2 separate regions of the Ovis aries genome follow, and region 2 is linked to region 1. The links are chromatin contacts, called in public Hi-C maps. All regions are on one chromosome and are shown on one strand. Each heading gives the region's core, a stretch centred on a gene start, on an enhancer-like site or on the middle of the called end of the contact. The rest is flanking DNA. Distances are from core to core; before and after follow the strand shown.

What was found. A called contact is a pair of places that touch in the nucleus more often than the background predicts.
Region 2: a Hi-C map of liver shows a contact between it and region 1, with 7 times the contacts expected there. The contact joins the promoter of PKD2 here to the promoter of ABCG2 in region 1. A contact is called at or near these places in 2 of 16 Hi-C or Micro-C datasets (both in liver).

What each region holds. Positions count from the first base shown.
Region 1 is chr6:37,160,727-37,165,458 of ARS-UI_Ramb_v3.0, reverse strand. ABCG2 (ATP binding cassette subfamily G member 2 (Junior blood group)) reads right to left here and starts at 2,244. Exons shown (of 16, transcript NM_001078657.1): 1 at 2,108-2,244.
Region 2 is chr6:37,346,197-37,350,928 of ARS-UI_Ramb_v3.0, reverse strand. It overlaps PKD2 (polycystin 2, transient receptor potential cation channel), which reads left to right and starts at 2,671. Exons shown (of 15, transcript XM_027970884.3): 1 at 2,671-3,370. The coding sequence starts at 2,770.

The DNA.
Region 1 (4,732 bases), core at 995-3,494:
TGACATTGTACAGGAGGCTGTGATCAAGACCATCCCCAAGGAAAACAAATGCAAAAAGGCAAAATGGTAGTCTGACAAGGCCTTACAAATACTATGAAAAGAAGAGAAGTGGAAGGAAAAGGAGAAAACGAAAGACAGATTCATCTGAACGTAGAGATTCAAAGAGTAGCAAGGAGAGATAAGAAAGCCTTCCTAAGCAATCAATGCAAAGAAATAGAGGAAAACAATAGAATGGGAAAGACTAGAGATCTCTTCAGGAAAATCAAACACACCAAGGGAACATTTCATGCAAAGATGGGCTCGATAAAGTACAGAAATGGTATGGACCTAACAGAAGCAGAAGATATTAAGGAGAGGTGGCAAGAATACACAGAACAACTATACAAAACACATCTTCATGACCCAGATAATCATGATGGTGTGATCACTCACCTAGAGCCAGACATTCCTGGAGTGTGAAGTCAAGTGGGCCTTAGGAAGCATCATTATGAACAGAGCTAGGGAAGGTGATGGAATTCCAATTGAGCTATTTCAAATCCTAAAAGATGATGCTGTGAAAGTGCTACACTCAAGATGCCAGCAAATTTGGAAAACTCAGCAGTGGCCACAGGACTGGAAAAGGTCAGTTTTCATTCCAATCCCCAAAAAAGACAGTTCCAAATAAGGCTCAGACTACCACACAATTGCACTCATCTTACACGCTAGCAAAGCAATGCTCAAAATTCTCCAAGCCAGGCTTCAACAGTACATAAACCAAGAATGTCCAGATGTTCAAGCTGGATTTAGAAAAGGCAGAGGAACCAGAGATCAAATTGAGAACATCTGTCTAGTTGGATCATAGAAAAAGCAAGGCAGTTCCAAAAAACATCTATTTCTGCTTTATTGGCTATTCTAAAGCCTTTGACTGTATGGATCACAACAAATTGAGGAACATTCTTAAAGAGATGGGAATAACAGACCACCTCACCTGCCTCCTGAGAAATCTGTATGCAGGTCAGGAAGCAACAGAACTGGACATGGAACAACAGACTAGTTCCAAATTGGGAAAGGTGTACATCTAGGCTATATATTGTCACCCTGGCTTACTTAACTTATATTCAGAGTACTTCAAGTGAAATACTGGGCTGGATGAAGCACAAGCTGGAATCAAGATTGCTGGGAGAAATATCAATAACCTCAGATATGCAGATGACACCACCTTTATGGCAGAAAGCAAAGAAGAACTAAAGAGCCTCTTGATGAAAGTGAAAGAGGAGAGTGGAAAAGGTTGGCTTATAGCTCAACATTAAAAAAACTAAGATCATGGCATCCAGTCCCATCACTTCATGGTAGACAGATGAAACAATATACTTTATTTTGAGGGGCTTGAAAATCACTGCAGATGGTGGCTGCAGCCATGAAATTAAAAGAAGCTTACTGCTTGGAAGGAAAGTTATGACCAACCTAGATAGCATTTTAAAAAGCAGAGACATTACTTTGCCAACAAAGGTCTGTCTAGTCAAAGGTTTGCTTTTTCCAGTAGTCATGTATGGATGTGAGAGTTGGACTATAAAGAAAGCTGAGCGCTGAAGAACTGATGCTTTTGAACTGTGGTGTTGGAGAAGACTCCTGAGAGTCCCTTGGACTGCAAGGAGATCAAACCAGTCCATCCTAAAGGAGATCAGTCCTGAATATTCATTGGAAGGACTGATGTTAAAGCTAAAACTGTAATACTTCAGCCACCTGATGCAAAGAACTGACTCACTGGAAAAGAGCCTTATGCTGGAAAAGATTGAAGGTGGCAGGAGAAGGGGACAACAGAGGATGAGATGGTTGGATGGCATCACTGACTCAATGGACATGAGTTTGAGCAAACTCCAGGAGTTGGTGATGGACAGGGAGGCCTGGCATGCTGCAGTCCATGGGGTCGCAAAGAGTCGGACACGACTAAGCAACTGAACTGAACTGAACTGAATACAGAGTAAGAATCAGTCCTACAAAACTGCCCCAGTTCACCAGTTGCAAGTCCCAGGTTTCCAGCTACAAATCAGGTGTTCCCACTAGTCCCTTCTCAAGTGTAATAATTTGTTAGACCAACTCACAGAAATTGGGAAAACAGTTTACTTACTGGTGTATTATAAAGGATACAACTCAGGAACAGCCAAATAGAAGAGATCCATAGGGCCAAGCCAGAAGAAGCAGCATAGAGTTTCATGCAGTCTCTGGGTACACCCTCACCTCTCAGCACCTTGATGTGTACACCAATCCTGAAACTCTCTGAACTCTCCCTTAAATTAGGGGGTTTTAGGGAAGTTCCATTACGTAGGCGTGATCGATTAAATCAATCGTCAACAGTTACTGATTAACCCAACTTTCAGCATTCTATCCTCCTGGAGGTTGAGACTGAAAGTTCAACCCTCTAATCCCATGGTTGGTTTCTCAGGCAACTACCCTCATCCTCAAATTCTCTGGTGGCTGGCTAGTAGAAGCTGATAGTATGTTTTCAAGAGTGACATAAAAAAATACAGTAAGAAATTCATATTCAGTCTTTGCCCTTGGTTCCCGACACAGCTTCTGAAACTCTTTACTTTTTTAAGTTTTTGGCTATACTGCATGGTGCATGGGAAATTCCCTGACAAGTGTCCTCTGCATTCGAAGTATTGAGTCTTAACCACTGGACCACCACCAGGGAAGTCCCCTAGAACTCTTGTAATTTATTCAGTGATAAGACTCATAGGAGCTTTTGTTATTCACCACAATCTCCTTTCAACCATACTTTGAATTTATGCTAATAACAGGACTCTTTTAATTTTCTACATAAGTGAGATGATGGATACTGACTAAACTTATTGTGATAACTTCATGATGTATGTAAACCAAATCATTATGCTGTATATACTTCCAACTTATACAGTGCTAAGTTATATCAACTGTATCTCAATAAAACTAGAAGGAAAAAAAAGCCATTTTCACAACCTATTTTTTCACATCCTCAGCATGTGAGTCATGTTCAAAAGAATAAATAAAACAAGTATATAAATAATTAATATATAGTATAGAAGATAAGAGATATGCAGAAAAGAACTGTGAGAATTTAGAGAACACTTTAGACCACTTTCAAATAATCGAGATAATTTTGGATAAAACAATTCTCTTACTTGAGGGTATAATCAAACTAAGATCACACTAAGGAGAAAAATAGGACAGGCAATAAAGATAATTAGGGAAGTAGGGTACAGGGGAAAGCCTTTCTTGATCTTCGCTTCAAGATAAAAGCAAGTTTGGTCACTTTTCTTTCTAATCTATTAGTGTGTCATAAGCATTTGTAGTGATTTTGACAATAAGACCCCTTAGTGTAGAGCTACCTCATAATTAAATTGGTCATGCTCATATTGTGTAGAGCTTATGTCCCAGTTTGCATAGGAAAAGCCCCTGTTTACACATATGGCTCCAAGTAATTATTAATTGCACCCCTTCTTCAGTGAATATTCATTGGAAGGACTGATGCTGGAATTAAAGCTCCATTAAAGGCCACCTAACGTGAAGAGCCAACTTCATTAAAAAAGACCCTGATGCTGGAAAAGACTGAAGGCAAAAGCAGAGGGCAAAGACAGAGGTTGAGATAGTTAGCATCACCAACTCAATGGACATGAATTCGAGCAAACTCCGGAAGATAGTGAAGGTTGGAGGAGCCTGCCCTACTGTAGTCCATAGGGTGGCAAAGAGTCGGATTTAGCAATAGAACAACAAAAAGCTTTAGATAGGGTATTCCCAGGTGGCTCAGTGGTAGAGAATCCACTTGCCAATGCAGGAAACACAGGAGATGCAGGTTCTATCCCTGGATCAGGAAGATTCCCTGGAGTAGGAAATGGCAGCCCACTCCAGTATTCTTGCCTGAAGAATCCCCATGGACAGGAGCCTGGCAGGCTACAGTCAATGGGGTTGCAAAGTGTCTGACACGACTGAACAATAGAGCATGCACGCAGCTTTAGATGAAGAAAAAAAAAAAGTGATCTTTTGCTAGACTCTGGTGCCCTCTTGTGATTAAAGCATAAAAAGTCATTGGGGCTGCTGCTGCTAAGTCACTTCAGTCGTGTCCAACTCTGTGCGACCTCATAGACGGCAGCCCACCAGGCTCCCCCGTCCCTGGGACTCTCCAGGCAAGAAAACTGGAGCGGATTGCCATTTCCTTCTCCAATGCATGAAAGTGAAAAGTGAAAGTGAAGTCGCTCAGTCATGTCCGACTCTTAGCGACCCCGTGGACTGCAGCCTACCAGGCTCCTCCGGCCATGGGATTTTCCAGGCAAGAGTACCGGAGTGGGTTTCAAAAGTCATTACAGAAGCAAAAGTGCTTCCCTTGAGGTTACGATGGAGAATTTCACATTCTGATCTTGTTTATTTTGAGAGAAGAAACCACTGCAAAATGTGAACAGCCCAGAGTGGATCATCTACTCACTTTTCCCAAATCTCAGCTTTGAGTTTCAGGTCACCAGACTTCATCACTGGCTACTTTCCATGGCTGCTGCTATCTTTGGACTCTGTGACCTCTTTTCCCACTTATCAGTAACTGAGACACTATTGCTCTCTCTAACAAACACTACTTCTGTCTTACCTCTCAGTGAATTCAGTACACATATAGGTGATTTTCCCAGCATGCTGATCTCTGCCTACCTTGAACTTCTCTAGAGACACTAGAGACATTTGTTTACTCTTCTCCAAGAACGTTAATGATATTTACGTAGTTAGTCTAGAA
Region 2 (4,732 bases), core at 1,422-3,921, 190 kb before region 1:
TTTAACAAAGCATCACACCAATGTTAATAATCATATTTTAAAAAATACTACACTAGCCCCACTCCAGTACTCTTGCCTGGAAAATCCCATGGACTGAGGAGCCTCGTAGGCTGCAGTCCATGGGGTCACGAAGAGTCGGACACAACTGAGCAACTTCACTTTGACTTTTCACTTTCATGCACTGGAGAAGGAAATGGCAACCCACTCCAGTGTTCTTGCTTGGAGAATCCCAGGGACAGGGTAGCCTGGTAGGCTACCATCTATGGGATAGCACTGAGTCGGACATGACTGAAGCCACTTAGCAGCAGCAGCAGCAGCAGACCTATCTGGACACGATTTAGCAGTTCAACAACAACAGGACCTATTCTACAGTAGAACCGTTTGGTTGAGATTCTGCCCTCTTTTTTCAGGTCTGGCTCTCCTCTGGCCAGATGTCTGACTACTTGACCTGATAATGCTCTGCTGGGGGCACTGACATCTTTAGACGCTCCTCAAATGACAGGCATCACAACCCTTGCCCAAGACAATCATTTCTGATTTATTTATCTATCTTCTCTTGATGTGGCTCAGATGGTAAAGAATCTGCCTGCAATGTAGGAGACCCAGGTTCAATGCCTAGGTCAGGAAAGATCCCCTGGAAAAGGTAATGGCTACCCACTCCAGTATTCTTGCCTGAATAATTCCATGGACAGAGGATCCTGGTGGGCTACCGTCCACGGGGGTCACAAAGAGTCAGACATAATTAAGTGACTAACACACTTTTCTTGAGGGGCAGGGGCTGTATCATACTCTGCTCTACATGCTAGCTCCTAATTCAGCAAGAAATGTCTTCTAAAGGAATTGATGGGTGGCATGAGCCAGGCCAGTAATTCACATCCACCAGCCCTACCCTTGAGACCAGCATAGTTAAGTGAAGGATACAGACACCTGCAGATAAACTGCAGGATTAGATGATAAGATGGCTGTGATTACCTAAATACAAACAGCATTTGATGAGGGCACAGGGAACCAGCAAAAGGTGCTGCGTAGGTGGCTGTATGGGGTGGGAAACCATGCTAGAAGAGCAGACTGGGAGCTTTAATGGGCTGAATTGTGTCCCCTCAGAAATTCCCATGTTGAAGTCAAACACCCTCCCCTCCCCTACCAGGGCATCTCAGAATGTGACTGTATTGGAAAATGGGTCTTTTTGAAAGGTAATTAAGTAAAAAATGAGATCATTATAATGGGCCCTCATCCAGGAATCTGACTGGTGTCCTCATAAAAAAAGAGGAAATTAGGACACAGACGCACACAGAGGTAAGGGCATGTGAAGACGCAGGGAGAAGACAGCCACCTACAAGCCAAGGAGAGAGGCCTCAGAAGAAACCAACCTTGTCAACGCCCTGATCTGAGACTTCCAGCCTCTAGAATTGTGAGAAAATAAATGTCTGCTGTTTCAGACACCCAGTCTGTGGTACTTTGTTATGACGACCCTAGCAAAAAATATAGGAGCAGATTGTGAAAATTTACTAAGTCAAACTACAGAAATTAAATGTTATCCTTTAAGCTGTCAGAAGCCTCCATAGAAGTCTAAGCATCAACGTGACATGAATAGGTTTGGTTCCAGAACATGATTTGGAAACAGTGGATATCAGGAAGTGGAAAAGGAAGGTGGAGTTGGCAGATCCATTGTTCCAATGAAGAACAAAACAAGCTCTAAGGGCCCTGGACAAAAATCATTGACAATGGGAATGAGTATCAGAGGTCCCATCAGAGAGATATTTGTGGGGCAGAAGTAACATAGTTTGGGGAAAATGAAGTGTAGGACAAGAGTAAGTAGATGAGGATAACATGAAGTGTAGTTTGGGGAGTTGAGGGATGCCTCAGATCTCAACCGGGGATACAGAAGGTGAAGCAGGCTTAGAGAAGAGGTGAAAAGATAATAAATGTCGTTTGGGATGAATGAAGTTTGAGACAACTGCAGAGTGTCGAGCTGGATGTGTAGGATTCCGCTAGTCACCGGTGGTGGGGTGGTGGGAAGGGATCGGCGGACCTCACGCGGAGCACCAGCCGTTCAGAAGCCCCGAGACCATATTCTTGGGGTCCCCACAAAGTGTGGAGAGGGAAGCCAAAGAGACCATCCAAAAAGCAGCAGAATCGTGGCGAGGAGGGCCGCCCTCCAAAGGCCAAGGAAGTCAGCGCTAGGAGTTAGTCGGTATTGATAGTTTTCAGATGAAGGAAAGATTTTGCCCCTGCTGCAGACATCAGTTCAGGCTGGATCTCGTTTTCTCTCACTATCCCATAAAGCGGTTTACCTCTCGCCTCGCACTTTGGTCAATCGAGGTAGAAGTGGCGGGCGGGTAACGGGGACCCAAGCATTATCTCAAGTCACGCAGGCAGTGACAGCTCCCGAAACCCTTTCCCTGCGGGCAGGCAAGCGGGCGGGTCAGCGACTCCCACCCCGCCCGCGCCCTTCCACCCGAAAGGAATGCGGGCGCGCGCGCCCGGGCTCTGGCTGCCCTTGGAACTCCGGCCCGGACGCCGCTCCCCGAGCGCGCCGGCTGCGGGGGCGGCTTCCTCGCGCCTCCCCCTGCAGCGCGCCGCGGCCGCTGGGCGAGGCGAGGCTGGGGGAGGCGGGCCGAGGGGGCGGGAGAGGGACGCGGGACTGCAGGGAGGTCGGGGGCGGGGAGCAGGAGGCGGCGGGCCCGAGGAAGAAAGGAACATGGCTCCTGCGGCAGGCGGCGCCGAGCTCGGCGCGCGGCGAGGGCGCCCCGGGCGCCAGTGACCGTGATGGTGAACTCGAGCCGCGTGCAGCCGCAGCAGCCCGGGGACGCGAGGCGGTCGCCGGCCCCTCGAGCGCCGGGCCCCGGGCGGCTGATGGCGGGCGGCGCGACTGCCGGCGCCGGCCTCGCTGCCCCGGGCGGCCTCCGCGAGCAGAGGGGCCTGGAGATCGAGATGGAGCGCATCCGGCAGGCGGCCGCGCGGGACCCCCCGGCCGGAGCCTCGGCCTCCCCATCTCCTCCGCTCTCGTCGTGCTCGCGGCAGGCGTGGAGCCGCGACAACCCGGGCTTCGAGGCCGAGGAGGAAGAGGAGGAAGAGGAGGTGGAGGGAGAAGAAGGGGGAATGGTGGTGGAGATGGACGTAGAGTGGCGCCCCGGCAGCAGGAGGTCGGCCTCCTCCTCGGCCGTGAGCTCCGCGGGCGCCCGGGGCCGGGGGCTGGGGGGCTACCACGGTGCGGGCCATCCGAGCGGGAGGCGGCGTCAGCGAGAGGACCAGGGCCCGCCGAGTCCCAGCCCCGCCGGCGGCGGGGACCCGCTGCATCGCCACCTCCCCCTGGACGGGCAGCATCCCCGAGTGGCCTGGGCCGAGAGACTCGTTCGCGGGCTGCGAGGTAAGAGCGCGACCCTCAGCGGCTGATGCACAAACCAGAACTGCGGGCGCTGTCGGAGCCATCCGCGCTGAGGGCAGCTCTCTCGGGCTCCAGCTCGCATCCCCTTTGCGTCCCCGCCTCCCTTGGAAGCGTCTTCCCCACCTCTGCTAATTCTGCTCTATTTCCGGTACCTAGCGCGGAATTCCACGGCGCCCTTGTTGGTGCAAATTTATTGGATACCTCCTTCTAAAAGAAAATCTGTCATCTTATAAGACAGCTTATAATGGTGGTTGCAACTGCATATTTGCTAATTTCACTAAATAAAAACAAAAATTCTCTGCTAGCACCCATAGTCTTCCACTGGCCTGGATGTCCTGTTGCTCCTTATCCCGTTCTGGAAAGGGTAAGCAACACAGTGTCCCAGTTGTGGGAGGAGTGTCATTGGGTAGTCACTGATGTTGTTTTGGTGATGTCTGTGGTTGTTTAGAGGAGACGAATAGAATAAAATGTTTAGGAAAACAGTTACTTGGCTATTTCTAATTCTAGGCATGTTTTCCCCCTAAACAGTTGCAAAGTAAATGTTAACATTGTTTGAAAAACTTGAAAGTATGTTTTTAAATAACTAAATTAATGTTCTTTGACATTCCAATGAAACAGTGAAGTCATCAGATACCAGCTGTGTGGAAATATGTCAGAGTTTGGTGCACCCAGCTCTCCAAAAGGCAGGAAAGGAATTTTCAAAAATTGCCAGTGCCTTTTAAGAGGACACAAATTTTCCAGGAGCAGATGGGATCCTGTTTTTGCAAAGTTTTGTCAGAGGCATCCTTGGAAAAGAGTTGTGTTTGCTCTTACCATCCAAATGATTTTAATCTCTACTTTTGAGAGTTTTTCCAGTCTCAGTCTTTTGAAATTCTCCCTTCCCTTCCGTTCCTGTCAGTTTTGAAAATCTTGCACAAAAAACTATCCAGATATTTTCATAGCAACATGATTAGTACCAAGTCAGGCTTATACCTGAATCCCAATTACACCACAGGTTGACTGAATGACCTCTAGCAAACTGCTTAACCGCTCTGATCTCCAGTTTTTTATTTTGTTTAAAAAAAGAGATAATCATAATACTTAGCTCTTGACATGGGAGAATTAAATGAGATGAGACATAACATATGTAGCAAGTCTGCCATGTTGTGAGTGCTTCATAAGTAGAAATTAAGTCATGGATTCTAAAAGTGTACCTTTTGGTGCTCTTACATAGTGATTATGCTAGTTTAATTGATTCAGGGCATGGTGGGGACCAAAAGACCCTTTTTAGTCACCTGTGTGAGAAGATTAGTGAAAAAACTCATTAATACTTTTTTAAGGTTCCAAATTGTATTCAAAGTTTAT